Regions from separate parts of the Mus musculus genome. Here regions 2, 3, 4 and 5 are each linked to region 1. The links are chromatin contacts, called in public HiChIP or PLAC-seq and promoter capture Hi-C maps. All regions are on one chromosome and are shown on one strand. Each heading gives the region's core, a stretch centred on a gene start, on an enhancer-like site or on the middle of the called end of the contact. The rest is flanking DNA. Distances are from core to core; before and after follow the strand shown. Region 1 holds the start of Irx2 (Iroquois homeobox 2). Region 2 has its middle 100 kb from the start of Irx1. Region 3 has its middle 18 kb from the start of Ndufs6. Region 4 has its middle 27 kb from the start of Gm30154. Region 5 holds the start of Ndufs6 (NADH:ubiquinone oxidoreductase core subunit S6).

Region 1 (2,700 bases), core at 128-2,627:
GAGAACTCTGCCGCCCTCTACTAGCTTCAGAGCCCACCGAGAATAAAATGGAAGCTCAGGCCCGCGCGCCAGGTTTCAGAGTCCTCGTGCTCTACCTAGCAAGCTTCAAGGAGACACCTGTTGGGCGGGCGCCCCCTCCCGGGCCAGCTCACACCTGACCCCTACGAATCCCAAGCGCCCCCCATTGACGCTCCTTTACATCCAGCGTACTAGTGCCCATCCTGGCCATCGACTCCCCTCACTTGGGGAAAGGGAGCAGGTATGGTCGAGAAAGTTTAGGGGCTGGGACCTAAGGGCTCAAGGGACCCGCGAGTCAACTCCTGGACCTCAGGTTACCTGAACCACCTCACGACTGCGACACTTCACAAGCTGGCCCATGTCCTTTCGGGAAGTGGCAGTGGATACTCTAGCAAAGTCAAGTCAGCTCTCCTGACAGGAACCTCTCCCCCAATTTCGAACAGGCATTCAACTTAACAAAAGAAAACAAAAACTCTTTTTGGACCAGAGTGGCGTTTGTTGAAGCGAGTCACTCACTGGCGTGTTCCAGACGTTAACGGACATGATGTTCCTAACACGGCCTGAAATCTTCTCTGTGGACTTGGACAGAAGCCTCACCACGGGGCCTCCCACAGCTTCAAACCGAAACGCTCAGATTCCGGGTAGATGCTTGGCAGCCCAGGCACCAGGAGCAGGAGACCGGACGGGAAGCCACACGGGCAGCCTCAGCCTGGAGTACAGGCGGACAGAGGACTGTAGAAGTGGGATGCCCAGGCAACTCTGCAGGTGTCTCCACACTGCCCTCCATCTCCCTGCGGTGTCTGCCCTGGACACCGCATGCGACCTGGGCTGCTATCTTCAGGGTGATGAGGGGTGCCCGATCCGTATGTTCTCCAGGTGGATCGGACCTGGCCCGACTGCAGGAGGCCTTTGCTGACCAGTGCTAGGCGAGCAAGAGCGCCGGCAGTGCCCGGATGGGGCCCCGGGAAGGAGAAAGGTGGCTGGGCCAAGGCGGGAGTCGGCGGCGGGGTGCGCGGACGTGGCTGAGAGGATGTGCCAGTGGGAGGGGGTGAGCGCTACGCCCAGTTTGGCCAGGCTGGGCTTCACCGCTGCAGGCTGCGGGCCGGGGCGGGAGTGGAGAGAGGCCGCTGCGCGACAAAAGCCTGCACGTCCCTCCCTCCAGCCTCTGGCTGCCACTCCTCCGCCTTCCCCTCCACTTCCCACCCCTCCGCTCTCTGCCCCTCCCCCGGCCTCAGCGGGGCCTCGGCGGCGGGCGGAGCAGGGGAGGGGCGGGCACCAGAATATGCAGATGAGAGTGTGACGGACAGCTCGGCGTTCCAATGTCCCTCGGAAACTCGAGCGCTCCTTCCTCAACTCCTCACTCCTGACTGCAGACTCCCCCAAATCCCGACCGCCGGCCTGGCGCGCGGCTGCGCCCACCGGCTCCGCGCTGCCGCTACCGCCGCCCCGCCGATCCTCCAGCCCCGCGCCCAGCCTAGCGCCCACCAGCCCAGCCTGCTCCGGCCCGCGGCCTCGGTGCGCCCCGGCCGGGCGTGGATGGAGGGCGCCGCGCGCGCTGCCCGCTGCTCCGTGTGACGCGGGCCCCGCGCCCCGCGCCCACCATGTCCTACCCGCAGGGCTACCTGTACCAAGCGCCCGGCTCGCTGGCGCTCTACTCGTGCCCCGCGTACGGCGCGTCCGCGCTGGCGGCGCCGCGCAGCGAGGAGCTGGCGCGTTCGGCGTCGGGCTCCGCGTTCAGCCCGTACCCCGGCTCGGCGGCCTTCACAGCGCAGGCGGCAACCGGCTTCGGCAGCCCGCTGCAGTACTCGGCGGACGCCGCCGCCGCCGCGGCTGCCGGCTTCCCGTCCTACGTGGTAACTGCTTTGGGGTGGGGGCTGGGGAGACCCGGACCAGGGAGTGAGTTGAGCTGAGCGCTGGGGACGCGTTGCGGGTGGCAGCTCCAAAGTCACCAGCACCCGTTGCCGCACTAAACAAGGGACGGGACTGACCTGCAGAGCTCGTAGGCTGATTTCCCTTGAGCTCGTGCGAAGTGCTACTCCACCCGTGCCTGGGCCAAGAGTAATCTCTAATCCGCGCGTGCCGATTGCTGGGGCTGCGAAATCTGTCCACTGCTCTCCGCGTGGTTCCAAGCTGAGGGCCCCGGCTGCCCAGGCCTCTAGGGCCAATGCCGCAAGCTTTGGGTTTCTTGGCCAGACTGGTGGCGGCGGGGTCACGGGGTGGGGGGGTGGGGATGCGGGTGGGGGGGGGGTGGGGTGGGGATAGGCTGAGCCTGTGGCTCTCGCCCTAGACCCAGGCCGAAGCTCTTTAGTGTTGGCCGTTTTCTGTCTCGCTGACCCGGCTTTCAGGGAAAAAAAAATAATGTGTTAACGGGTTTGGGACCCGCTAAGTGCTGCCAGAGTTCGTAGTAGGCCTATGGGTTCCAGCTCCGTAGATCCGGGATCTGTCTGAGCATCTCTGAGTTCTGAAAACAGGCCCCGCCAGAGCGGGTCTTGGCAGTTTTGGGGTGTGTGAAGACATTGTGTATGGGCGGAGGGGGTTTGCTCTAGGTGGAATTCCCTGGGTAGGAACCAGGCCTTGGGAAAAGGTTACAAACCTCTCCTAGTTAAACGTTAAAGGATGAATTAAAATGCTAATTACTACGTAGTTGAAGAATTGGAAACGCTGACTGGCTTCTGAGTTGCA
Region 2 (2,700 bases), core at 6-2,505, 570 kb before region 1:
TTAGAGGTGGCCCAGGGGTCCCAGACTAAGACTACAAGCTCAAAACGAGAAGATCTAGACAAATGGGCATCTAGGGTCTGGCACTGTCACATGACTCAGTTTCCTGACACAGTGGGAAAGAACTAGGAGTAAATGTGGACCACTGAAGGGTCTCTCGATTCGGGTAGCCATGGAGAAAGAGCTTCATGTTTTCCCCCTTGTGGCATCAGGTGAGGCACTGGCCACTGTCTGGGTCCTAGGATGCGGATTCCTTTCCTGCTTCCACAGACTTTGTAGCCTGAAAGTCCTCCAATGTCCTTTCCCCTAGATGAACTTGGAAAACATCCCTATGTCCCCAGGATGCTGCCTGGTGACCCAAGCCACCTGGATAGATTTGTGGTGAGGGTACAGATATTCCCACCCATGCTTTCTGTGTTCTCTGAGCATGGTGATACCGTGCCAGTGGCCACATACAGGAGTGCTGGCTTCTCTGACCTGTGATTCTAAGCGATACTTCACTCCATGTTTCTCTGAAAAGCAGACTGTCTTCCCTTGTGTAAAAGCCATTTGAGCTCAGCATGTTGAATGAGGTCTCAATGAAATCATTTCCAGTGGAAATCTATCCCATCCTCTCTCCCCTCTGACTTTGGTATTTTTGATGCTGATTGGCATGGGCATAATCATCTTCACTGGTTCAGCGGCCACATTGCTTCCTCTCATCGAACCTCTGCCCTCGACCCATTCTCCTCCAATGTCAACTGTCTGGGTGTCCTAGTGGACTGAAGCCCTACCCTGCTCCTCTGTTCATTACCTCCCTGCCTTGATTATCCAAACTGGGTACTAAAGACACAGCCTCTTCTTTGCTTTCATGTGCCCAGTTTATTGGCTGTGTCTTCCCACAGTTAATAAATATACCGCTCCTTCTGCATGTGGGGTGATAAAATATTCACTGGGTCTGAGCTGGGGTTAACAGATTTCTGAAAATTTCATTGTATGACAGCCTGTCCTGCATAATCCTCTCAAGCTGTCTCGTGTTCGGGGCACAAGTGAGCTCCTATGTCAGTCTAATAGTGCAGTATTACACTTGTCTCTCTGTCCCTAGCATATGGAGCTGTGTATACCCCTAGGCCCCACTCCCCCTTGTTCACGGCTTTTAAAAATGATAGCATTTGGCAAAGACAGCTAGCTGAAAGTGCACTCCTTCCACTGTGGTAACAAAGGGGCCACTAGAGGCCTGACCAGAGCAGCCAATCACGGTACTCTTCTCTAGGTAACAAGGGGGCTTCCTCTTGCTGCTGACTCCCAGTGCCCAGGGGGCTGGAGGGCCAATCTCCACTTAATTACACAGTCTCCCTCTTAAGTGCTCAAGCCACTGAGGGCTTCAGCTGTGTAAGCCTTCCCTGGGTCTCCCCCTGCCCCCAACCTTCACATCGATCTGAGCCTGGAGGTCCCATGAATGACATATAGGAGCAAAGGCTCAGCCATCCAACAAAGGTGGGGGACAGGGACACAGAAAAAGGACAGACATGCACAGAGACAGAGAGGCAGATAGGAGAACCTCTTGGAGAGGGCAGGAAGCAGCATGTAAGGGCTTAGTCCTTCCTTCAGAACACCCAGTATTTCACACTGTGTAAAAGCCTTCGTGCTAATGGGGCAGGGGCTATAATTGCAAGCCAAAAGGGCAAGAAGAAACATGTATGTACCAAGGATATAGGACAGGGGTGGGGAGATGAACAAGAAAAGCAAGGGGGTCAAGTGTGTGGAATTGGGAATGGTAACCACAGTGAAAAGAAGGAAGGAGACAGGAAGGATGTCATGAGAGCAGCGGTACCCACAGGAAGAAGTGAGAATACAAGCCTACGGGGAAACAGTGGCAGTCATACACCCCAGTTTCTGTTTACAAGTATCACAGGCAGTGCTGGAGAATTATCCTGGCTTGGTGCTGACATGTGAGATGCATGCTACATCAGGAGGAAGAAGCCATTGGTATTACAGCCAGCCATTATGCTACCATCTAGCCATAAATCCCACGTTCTTTTTCTGCCTATTCCACTCAGCCTTTTCCAGCCATGGTGGTTTTAGCTACACAATACTCACACGGAGTTGGGTTTGATGTTCCTGGAAGCTGGTTCAGCTACAGCTTGCCCATGAGTGAGGTGTATATTCTTGTCCTGTCGGAATCTGCAGGATTTATCTTTGGACAGATAAAATTTATTGGATCCCAAAACTGTGTGCCATTTGTCCTATCGTGAAATCATTCAGAAATCAAGTTTCTTAGCCAATGTTTTGAGTTTTTGGGAAAAGATATCCTCTCTGTAAAATACAGGATGGTTTGAAGAGCCAAGCATGGGTTCCGTAGTTTCTTGGACAGCATGAAAGCTGCCTTTCATGGTCATACAGCCCAGCTGTGCCCAGCTGTGCCCAGCTGTGTGCCCATTCTCCAAGCTGTAATCTGCTTCTGTGGTTCACCTTTAACCCTACCTCTTTAGTAGGTGGGGTGGGGATCTGTGAGTCTTCAGGACAGTTGAGCCTTGATCTCCTGATCTGATTAGAAACTCAGTGAGCCATGCTCCTCTTGAAGTCAAGCTTTGGTCCCAGTTAGCTTTAGAGCTCCTGGATAGGACTGAGCTGTCCAGAAAGACTTCTCTGGATGTGTTAGCAAGTCAGCATTGTGACAGATCCAGGATTTCAAAGCAAACTCAAGACTTAAGAACTATTTGG
Region 3 (2,700 bases), core at 95-2,594, 680 kb after region 1:
AAGGGCTGGGTAGTTCCCCAGTGCCATTTGTGAGCCTCTACTCTCACATCTCCTTTAAGTCCCACAGCCCCAGGCCCCAACACCCTGAAGAGTCAGGAGAACACACCATGGCAGCTTCGGTTGTTATGCATCCAATGGAAGACAGCTTTAACATGCTGTCAGCCATTATTCCTGAGAATAACCCTGGAAAACAGAGCCCACACTCAACACCAGAGGTTGTTAGCACTCCCATACAGAGCGTGAAGCTGGGAGCGATGTGGTAAGGGTAGGGAGATGGCCAGTGTGGTCAGCTGCCTTTGAAGGCTACTCCCAAAGTGTGCCCCCATCTTGGCAACTGGACTTAAGTGGGTGCTCTTCCACCACAAGCTCTGAATTCTGAATGTGCCAGATATCCCAGTGAGCAAGGCCAGTAAGAAGGTTTCAGCGTGGGTTGCGAGTCCCCATCCTGTCTCACTTCTGCTTCGTTCCTAGGTTCGACACAGTATTCCCAGGAGCGGAGACTCAGCATGGAGATTAAGTCGTTAAGGAGTGCGGGGGGACACCTCATTCATATTTCACAAGACTTAGTGCATTTAGAGCACGATTGACTGGAATTTAATTGGGTTAGACATTATCAGTTTAAACTTTAAATAACTGCACAAAAATGAAATTTAAAATCCCCCGTGTCTGGTGGATTAGCACTGTAATACTAGAATGGCCCCCGAGGAGAGGGGAGGTGAGCATTGAGCACCAGAGTACCGTGCCGGGACTCTCAGCCTCCGTCCCAGTGAGCTGCCTTCTGTCTCGGTGGCCAGCGGATCTTGCTGGCCGCCACAGCGGTCTGCAGCCTCATTGATCACCTCCTTGGTGCAGTAACAGGTCATTCTCATGGCAACCTGGACGAGGAGGTGCTGGAGCTCGAAGGCTGGGAAGCCACAGCCGCCAGGGGGCTCAGTGCCTGCCTCGTCCTCAGGGGAGGCTGCCACCCACACACCAAGCTAGACTTGCCCTCAGCTGGGCAAGATCAAGGCACTGCTCAGGGGTGAGAAATCAAACCCTGGCCCATTCTACCTTTGAAGGGTTTCTGTTTCCCTTAGGCCTGTCATGTTAAAGGAGGGGCTCACTCAGAGGCTGTACCTGCTTTGGGGAGACAGAGCCTTGCTTCCCTTGGCTTCTAGATATCTCTCCAAATAGCTGTTAATGTTGCCAAGAGCAGATTTCAAAGGCAGTATCATCTGCAGATTCTGGGCCTCTGCACAGTGTCAGGTGTGGTCATCTCCAAGGACTTGGACCCAGCACCCCAGCCTCTGGGGTCCCTGTTACTGAGACCAAGAGGACAGCTGTGCACTACTGCCCTCTGGTGGGCAGGCAGGGGCCAGTTAGGCATGAGTCCTGGCCTCATCCCAGAGCCACCCCTTGCCCTAGTCAAGGAAATGCAGAGGACTGCTCCCTGCAGGGACTGGTGGGAAAGTATCAAGGCCTGTGCCTGGAAGCTGGGGTGTCCAGGCAATAGATCACTCTGGGGAACATTAGTCCACATTCCTGTCTTTGCACCATATCCCACGACTGATGATATTTTCCAGAATGTTCTGTGTGGCGGTAGAAGTCAGAACAGCATCCAAATCTTCCTGTACAGCACCCACCTTACATTCTTGGAGAAGTGTCTACTGATCTCAGATCCTGCCCCTTGTTCAGGGCTGGGGTCTCCTATATAGGAGCTGTTGCCCTGCCAGGACAACTTTTCACTCACCACCCTGGACAGTGTATGAGCTGGGGCAGGGGCTGTCATGCCATCAAGGATGGTCAGATAGGGCTCTGGGCCAAGTGCTGCCCATCTGTCTTGCAAGCTCCCAGTGTATTGTCACTGCCCATGGAGGGACCATCCCCAGAACGTACAGGAGGCAGGTAACCCTTAGAGTATTAAAACACAGGCCAAACCTAGCATCTGTGAACATGGTGAAGCATCAGAAGTGTGCCTGTGGCTTCTAGGCACATGTTCAGGTGAGGCTGTGTGGATGTGTACAGACACCTAGGAACCCTGAGTCCCCACACAGATACAGCCCAGCATGCCCTCGCTGGCTCTGTCCTTTCCCAAACCTTCTGTGGGCAAACAAGTAGCTTGAGTGTGCCTTGGTCTATCAGATGGAGCTGTTGCCCCTTTTCTAGAAAGAACCAATTTCCAGAAAGTGTCCTGTTTGTTATTAACCCATTGGTGTCACGTAGAGCACATGTCACACGTAGTGTGCATGAGTAGCCCCTAATGTGAAGGCCACTTCCATCTTCTTCTTCAACTCAGGAGTTCGGCCACCTGGGTTCAGGTTGGGTTCTGATAGAAGGTGAAAAGAATGAACGTTTGCCAGAACCAGGATGCTCTGGGAGACCCAAGCTTTCCCTTGTTTAACCGTGCATGTAGTATTGATTCTCAGGACAAATTAATAACCCCTTAGTCAGAATGGCTAAAATTAAAACATCCCAAGAAATGCTTGCGTGGATATAGGGAGAGATAAACACTTACTCACTGCTGGTGGGAGCACAGACTGATGCAGCCACTAGAGAAACCAGTGTGGATGTTCCTCAAAAATGGAGACATAAGAACCAGGTGCATCACTCTTGGACACATTCCCGAAGGATTCTATTCTACTACAGAGATACTTGCTCATTCCTGTTCATCGCTGTTGTGTTCACAATAGCCAGGAAATGGAAACAGCCTATGTGTTCTTC
Region 4 (2,700 bases), core at 28-2,527, 530 kb after region 1:
GCTCCACTCTTTGGAATGAGCTAACGTTGTGACTTCTTAAAATGTCAGCCTCGTACATTTACCCTCAAACACCACCAAATGTGTTCGTCACTCAGCAGGAGTCCACTTAGCCATGATGGTGCTCCACACCCTGACCCTGACCCTTCCACACCCCAAAGTCTAGGTACAAGGGTGGGATTTCAAATCCTTTATGTCTGGCCCTCTCTAAAGTCCATTGGTCCAATTCCTTGAAAATCTAGCGATTGGGATTAAAACCTTAAAAAAAAAAAAAAAAGCATTTGCAGTGTTGGTGTATGTGAGATCTAGAACTTTCTTTCAGTTTCTGACAGCTTGTTTGGTGGATGCCTAGAATGGGCCCGACGTCCTAAAATAATCTCATCACCACCCTGCCTGAGATAAAGGAATTCCCGTCTCCTATGAGCTCTGCCTGGTCCTGAGATCTCCCTGGCCCTCAGTATGGGCAAGAGGGGTCTAGGAGTGGCTTGAGGAGTCCACTGAAGACTTGGAGGGCCCACTGATGGTAACAAGACAGGATTTGGGTGTCTTAAGCCCTGTGTGTCCCTGGGGCCAGAATTCCCAAGTCCTCCCTTCTTCTGGCCAGAGCATCAGAACACATACTCCTTCGAATGAATGAGCACTTACCTGCCTGCCCAGGTCTGCTGCAGTGTCACACAGACTGACAGCTTTGCTTCATCCTCTGTAAGCATATAATGTTCTAACTCACTTTCCTCCTTTACAAAAAAAAAAAAAAAAAAAAAAAAAAAAACGAGAACAGGAGCAGAAACACATCACTAGATATAAAGGATTAAGAGTGATCGCTCGGTACCAAGACAAAGACTCCTGGGAAGGCTAGGAATGGACCCCTGTGGACCCCATCCATCCATGCATAGTGGCGAGGTCTGTTGCCCACAGCAGGGAGGGAGTTGCCAGAGTCCCACTAGGAGACAGAGCTAAGGTACTTCTGGTGGTTGTGGATGGAAACTAATGCAGTCAAATTTATGTTCAGCTTTGCGGACACTGCAGAGCCCGGTGAGGACCCCACCTTCCTAGGCTGGTATGGAATAAGAGAGGCCTTTAGCAGGAACCTCTCAGAAGCTCAGGCCTACAGGGAAGGGACACGGGAGCCAGAGGTGTCCCTGACAGTGATAAAGATGGGCGTGAAGAGGCGTCCAATTGACAAATTGTGGGATGAAGATCAAAAGCCCAGGGCCACTGCCTGGCTGCCTGGCATGGAAACACGCCTGTCACTCTGCTGAGACCTGCGTCTGGCTTCCCAGAGGCCCAAGAGGCTGTAACCCCTTCACACTTTACTGCTGGGAAGCTGCCTCTGTGATTTGACACATTAAAAACAAGTTCAGGCGGGGCTCCTCTCCAGCGAGATGGAACCTGGGAACGACAGGCTCTCTTCCCCCAGCTGAGCCACTCCTGCCTCCGTGCTTGCTAGCTCAAAGTAGAGCCTTACAAAAGGAATGGTCCGGAATGCTGGTGTGGAGCTGTACAATACTACCAGGTTCGCAGTGCTCTCCAATCTGGAGGAGAGAACAAAAGGAGCTGACAGAAGGCCTGCAGAGGTGTCTTTATAGTCTCGAGCTACTTCGAATTGTGAATCCGTGGGCCCTGGAAATTTCTCCTGGGAGTGCCTGGGGCCAGCCTCACATCAGCCACAGTGCTCACGCCCTACCTGGCCCTACCCAGTCCTGCTCCGCCTACTCTGCCCCTGACTGGTCCCAATCCTTGCCCCCTCTTTCCATCTGTCTCAATTTGAGTTCTCTCCGAACAGGCTGGGAACAACGGCGAGTCCGCGGACGGCCAGCAGAGGGCGCGCTGCCTGGAGCTCTCTGGGTCCTCAGCGGCGCGCAGCTCAGGACCCAGCTGGACTCTGCTGGGCCGTGTGGACCTGGCAGACCAGGCTCGCAAAGGGAGCCAAGGCGCCAGCCTGCGTCTGCTTGCCTGGGCTATAGAAAGCAGGGGGCGCAGCGGCATCCCGGGCGATGGCCCATGTGCAAGTCAAATGCATTTGTGCCACCTGTTGGCTTCCGGCTCACACTGCACGTACCTGGAAGTGGCTGCTCCCTCCAGCCCCTAGAGTCCCCTCCTGGGTGCACTTGCCATGGGGGTTCAGTCTGCCTTCGTGACAGCCTGAAGACGTATTTCTTTTAAGATTGCAGCATTTCTGAATTTGATTCTTAATCCAGTACTTAATCTAGTTTCATGAGTTTAGATTAATGTCATGAAAGCCTTGTAGATTAATTTGCTGGTGGTTTTTCAAGTTCAAGAGGACTTGGCTTCCAGCGAAGTGAAAATAACTATGGTAGAAAATTGGGGTCCTCTTGTCTACCCACGTGCATTTGGGTTCTTTTTAATGAATGCATCTTTTAAAATACTATAAGCTATAAGACATGCTTAGTCGATTACCTTAGAAATGAACACAAAGAACAATGTGGAATTCAGAGTCACTGGCAGTAAATTTTGTGAACAGTATCAGTGTAGTGTCTGAGCTGGTGTCTCAGCAATTGTGCCTTGTCCGTGCGGTCCAACCTGGGGTTCAGACGCTCCTAGAAAGATGACCTGGAACCCACAGTGCTGATCAAATCTGCATTACTACCTCATAAAGAAGGGAGAGATGGGAGGGCCCTTAGAACAAACTGTTTTTTTTTTTTTCCTGTTCCAGGATCGCAGCCAGTCTATGTGATCTATGGG
Region 5 (2,700 bases), core at 30-2,529, 700 kb after region 1:
AGTACAAACATGAAATCCACTTGTCTCTTTACACCTCATACAGAGCTTGAAGGTATTTTTATGCAATACCTCAGTTGTGCCTGTCTTTTCATTACAATCTACCACCCAAGTCAGGCGCAGGATTCACTGTGGTACATTAGTGCTCAATACACTTCCGGCATTTGAGTTGCTCAACCTGCTTAAGTTTTACGAATTCCTCTATCTTTCACTTACCTCTTTCTGACGATCTACAAAACGAACCCTCCTGTAGTCTTTTTCATCATACACCTGGAAAAAAAAGGCCATCTATTATTCTAAATAAAGTCACATAATATTGATTGAAAATACTATAGAACGATGTTCCCCTTGGCCTATACCCATTGATGAGGAGACAGACCCACTAAGAGGCAAAATGAACTTGTACTGAACGGTCTCAGGGGATGACAGGCTGGAGTGCAGACTGGAGACAAAGTTCCTGCCCTCACAAGTAGCCAACTCCAACAGGCGCGATTTCATTTCAGCAGACATAGTTTCTCATTTTTTGGTTCACTATTATATTGAACGAACGCTAGGGTTGCTTTATACACTATTGATAGGCTATTTCTCCACTGGTGAAATGAACCAATTCAAGCCAGATTAAATTATATTAAAGGTAGGTTTATTGGGAAGCCGCTCTCAGGTGAGTTCACTGGCCCCAAGGATTGAGGCCAGAGAAGTCACCATTGGGACAGGAGGAGGGGTCGGGGGAGAGAAAGGGAGTGTGTTCAAGGAGAGGAGAAAGAGACAGGGTGGGAGAAACCAAAATGCCTGGATTATATAGGGAGGATCCTGGGCTGCAACGCCAGGTAGGGACTGAGGAATGCTGGGAGAACCTGCATGCCGGGTCTCCTTTGATATGTAAAATATGCACCTCAGTCCTCTGTCCCGGGTCCAAAACACAACAATCATTTGTTAAAACATTGAACTTAATATAAAGATATGGCCTAAAGAATGAGGAGATCCAAGTCCCAACCGAAAGCCACCAGCTAGAAACCGGAGCAGCGGGTTGCACAAGGTGAGCCCAGTAGTGCCGCGCGCTAGCCTGGCAGAAGCACACCTTGCTGCGCTCCCTGCTACCGTCAGTCTTGGGTTCCAGGCATGGCGGGCGCGGCCGTTACCTGGCCGGTATGCGTGATCTTTTCCCCGCTCGGCGACACTTGAACCCCGAAACCCCGTGCAGCCCTGGGGAGAGTCAACAGCCGGCGGAAGGTCAGCACCGCCGCCATCTTGCCGGTGACCCTTGACCCCACGCGTCGTACCAAGTGCCGGCGCAGGCGCACAGCAGTCGGCGGGGAGTACTTGTGGAACTTTTTTCGTCCTATGCCTGAGCGGCTGGCGGGGCTGGTGGTGGAACTGGATAGGATGCGGAGCTGCGGCTTAACTGTGCGCAGTGTTCAAAGGTTACTAGTGTGACAAAGGCAGGGGGTGGGGGGACGGAAACTGAAGATGCGCTGTGTGTGCTTTTATGCCAATGGAGAAAATGCAGATTTTCCGTGGGTTGGTTTGTTTTTTGTTTTCTGTTTTGTTTTGAGTAAAGAAGTAAGTTGTTCAGCAGAAGAAACAGTTTGTGCAGTCAACTCTCCTGGTCCTGTATGTTGGTGTAGGAAAGTTAGATTTCTGAGCATTTTTGCAACGCTGCAGTAGTTCAGTTTCCAGTTAGACTGCAAGGAAGTTTACCCAGCATTGGAAAGCTGTCCGGAAAAGCTCTGCTATGTAGAAAAAAACCTGATGCAAATCGTAGTCTGTAACTCTGAAGGCTGTTTTGGCCTCTCCTGCCTCATTTGAATCTGAGTCCGAACCTCCCTTGGAACGACATATACTGTCAAACCCCAAAGTAGCCTGAACAACTTTGCTCAGAGGTAGACAGGTGGGACCCCAGACTCAGAGCAGGGCCGGGTCACTAATTCCGAGAAAGTGCCAGAAGCTAGCATGTGTTGTTTGGGATCTCTTGGCCAGGATTGGAGGTTAATGACCTGGTATCTACCTTTCTGTGCTCTGCTATAGCATAAGGACTAGGTGAGTCTGAAGACGAAAGGGGTAACCAGAGAGGGCCCTAAGACACAAGGACAAAGACCTCGCCAAGTTGAAAAATGCCCCAATAAATGTGGGCCTAAGATGCCCTGGCTAGCCTTAAGCTCTGTAAGCCAGGCTAACCTAGCACTCACTGTCTTCCTGCCTCAGCCTTTGGAGTGCTGGGATTTCAGGCTTATGTCTCCACACCCTGTCCTGCAGATTTGTCTCATTCTCCCTCTTTTTAAAGGATTTATTTTATATGTATGAGTGTATACATTTATATATGGCCATGTGTGTGGTTACCTGGTACCAAGAGAAGGGCACAGGATCTCCAGACAGGTCAAGTTACAGTCCATTTGAGTAGTTGTGTGGGTGCTGGGAACAGAATGATGGTCTTCTGCAAGAGTAGCAGGTGCTCTTAGCCATCAAGCTATCTCTCCAGCCCTAAGTCTCTATTTAAACCCTAACACCCCCTGTCTGTGTATGAGTTCACACACATGTGAGTTCATACACAGGTGCCACAGAGCACATGTGGAAGTTGGAGGAAGCCAGTCTCTTTTTCCATGTGAGTTCTGGGGACTGAACTGAGGTCTACAGACTTGCATGGAAAGCACTTGTGACTCCCAGGCCATCTCTCTGACCCACATTATTTTTTTTAATTGCTAGAAC

The links. Promoter capture Hi-C pulls out the DNA fragments that hold promoters and counts their contacts. HiChIP or PLAC-seq counts read pairs in DNA pulled down with a chosen protein or histone mark.
Region 2: a promoter capture Hi-C map of liver shows a contact between it and region 1, with 3 times the contacts expected there. The contact joins the enhancer-like site here to the promoter of Irx2 in region 1. A contact is called at or near these places in 1 of 39 promoter capture datasets (liver), 3 of 484 Hi-C or Micro-C datasets (adipose-derived mesenchymal stem cells and embryonic fibroblasts), 5 of 115 datasets of contacts at active chromatin or transcription factors (embryonic fibroblasts, embryonic hindbrain, embryonic midbrain and 2 more) and 1 of 9 other capture datasets (embryonic stem cells).
Region 3: a contact with region 1 is called in an H3K4me3 HiChIP or PLAC-seq map of embryonic midbrain, with 5 times the contacts expected there. The contact joins the enhancer-like site here to the promoter of Irx2 in region 1. A contact is called at or near these places in 10 of 484 Hi-C or Micro-C datasets (3T3-L1-derived adipocytes, B cells, cerebellum and 4 more), 11 of 115 datasets of contacts at active chromatin or transcription factors (the NIH/3T3 cell line, embryonic forebrain, embryonic hindbrain and 4 more) and 1 of 9 other capture datasets (embryonic stem cells).
Region 4: an H3K4me3 HiChIP or PLAC-seq map of neural tube shows a contact between it and region 1, with 4 times the contacts expected there. The contact joins the enhancer-like site here to the promoter of Irx2 in region 1. A contact is called at or near these places in 1 of 15 datasets of contacts at CTCF or cohesin (stem cell-derived epiblast-like cells), 11 of 484 Hi-C or Micro-C datasets (cardiomyocytes, cerebellum, cortical neurons and 3 more) and 11 of 115 datasets of contacts at active chromatin or transcription factors (astrocytes, embryonic forebrain, embryonic hindbrain and 5 more).
Region 5: a contact with region 1 is called in an H3K27ac HiChIP or PLAC-seq map of embryonic stem cells, with 4 times the contacts expected there. The contact joins the promoter of Ndufs6 here to the promoter of Irx2 in region 1. A contact is called at or near these places in 6 of 39 promoter capture datasets (the 3T3-L1 cell line, 3T3-L1-derived adipocytes, cranial neural crest and 2 more), 9 of 484 Hi-C or Micro-C datasets (3T3-L1-derived adipocytes, B cells, adipose-derived mesenchymal stem cells and 4 more), 12 of 115 datasets of contacts at active chromatin or transcription factors (the NIH/3T3 cell line, embryonic forebrain, embryonic hindbrain and 4 more) and 1 of 9 other capture datasets (embryonic stem cells).

Annotation. Positions count from the first base shown.
Region 1 is chr13:72,627,443-72,630,142 of GRCm38.p6, forward strand. It overlaps Irx2 (Iroquois homeobox 2), which reads left to right and starts at 1,378. Exons shown (of 5, transcript NM_010574.4): 1 at 1,378-1,871. The coding sequence starts at 1,620. Gm20554 (predicted gene, 20554) reads right to left here and starts at 1,122. Exons shown (of 1, transcript NR_030701.1): 1 at 1-1,122.
Region 2 is chr13:72,062,271-72,064,970 of GRCm38.p6, forward strand. No RefSeq gene overlaps it. Among named protein-coding and RNA genes, the nearest start is that of Irx1, 100 kb to the left of the region's middle. Within about 2 kb of position 1,256, at least 4 of the 459 cell types and tissues checked have an H3K27ac peak or open chromatin away from gene starts, as enhancers often do.
Region 3 is chr13:73,309,422-73,312,121 of GRCm38.p6, forward strand. No RefSeq gene overlaps it. Among named protein-coding and RNA genes, the nearest start is that of Ndufs6, 18 kb to the right of the region's middle. Within about 2 kb of position 1,345, at least 11 of the 459 cell types and tissues checked have an H3K27ac peak or open chromatin away from gene starts, as enhancers often do.
Region 4 is chr13:73,158,599-73,161,298 of GRCm38.p6, forward strand. No RefSeq gene overlaps it. Among named protein-coding and RNA genes, the nearest start is that of Gm30154, 27 kb to the left of the region's middle. Within about 2 kb of position 1,278, at least 74 of the 459 cell types and tissues checked have an H3K27ac peak or open chromatin away from gene starts, as enhancers often do. A contact at or near this core is called in cortical neurons and neural tube, where this site is marked.
Region 5 is chr13:73,327,203-73,329,902 of GRCm38.p6, forward strand. Ndufs6 (NADH:ubiquinone oxidoreductase core subunit S6) reads right to left here and starts at 1,280. Exons shown (of 4, transcript NM_010888.2): 1 at 1,137-1,280; 2 at 214-267. The coding sequence starts at 1,244. It also overlaps a transcript of Mrpl36 not described here.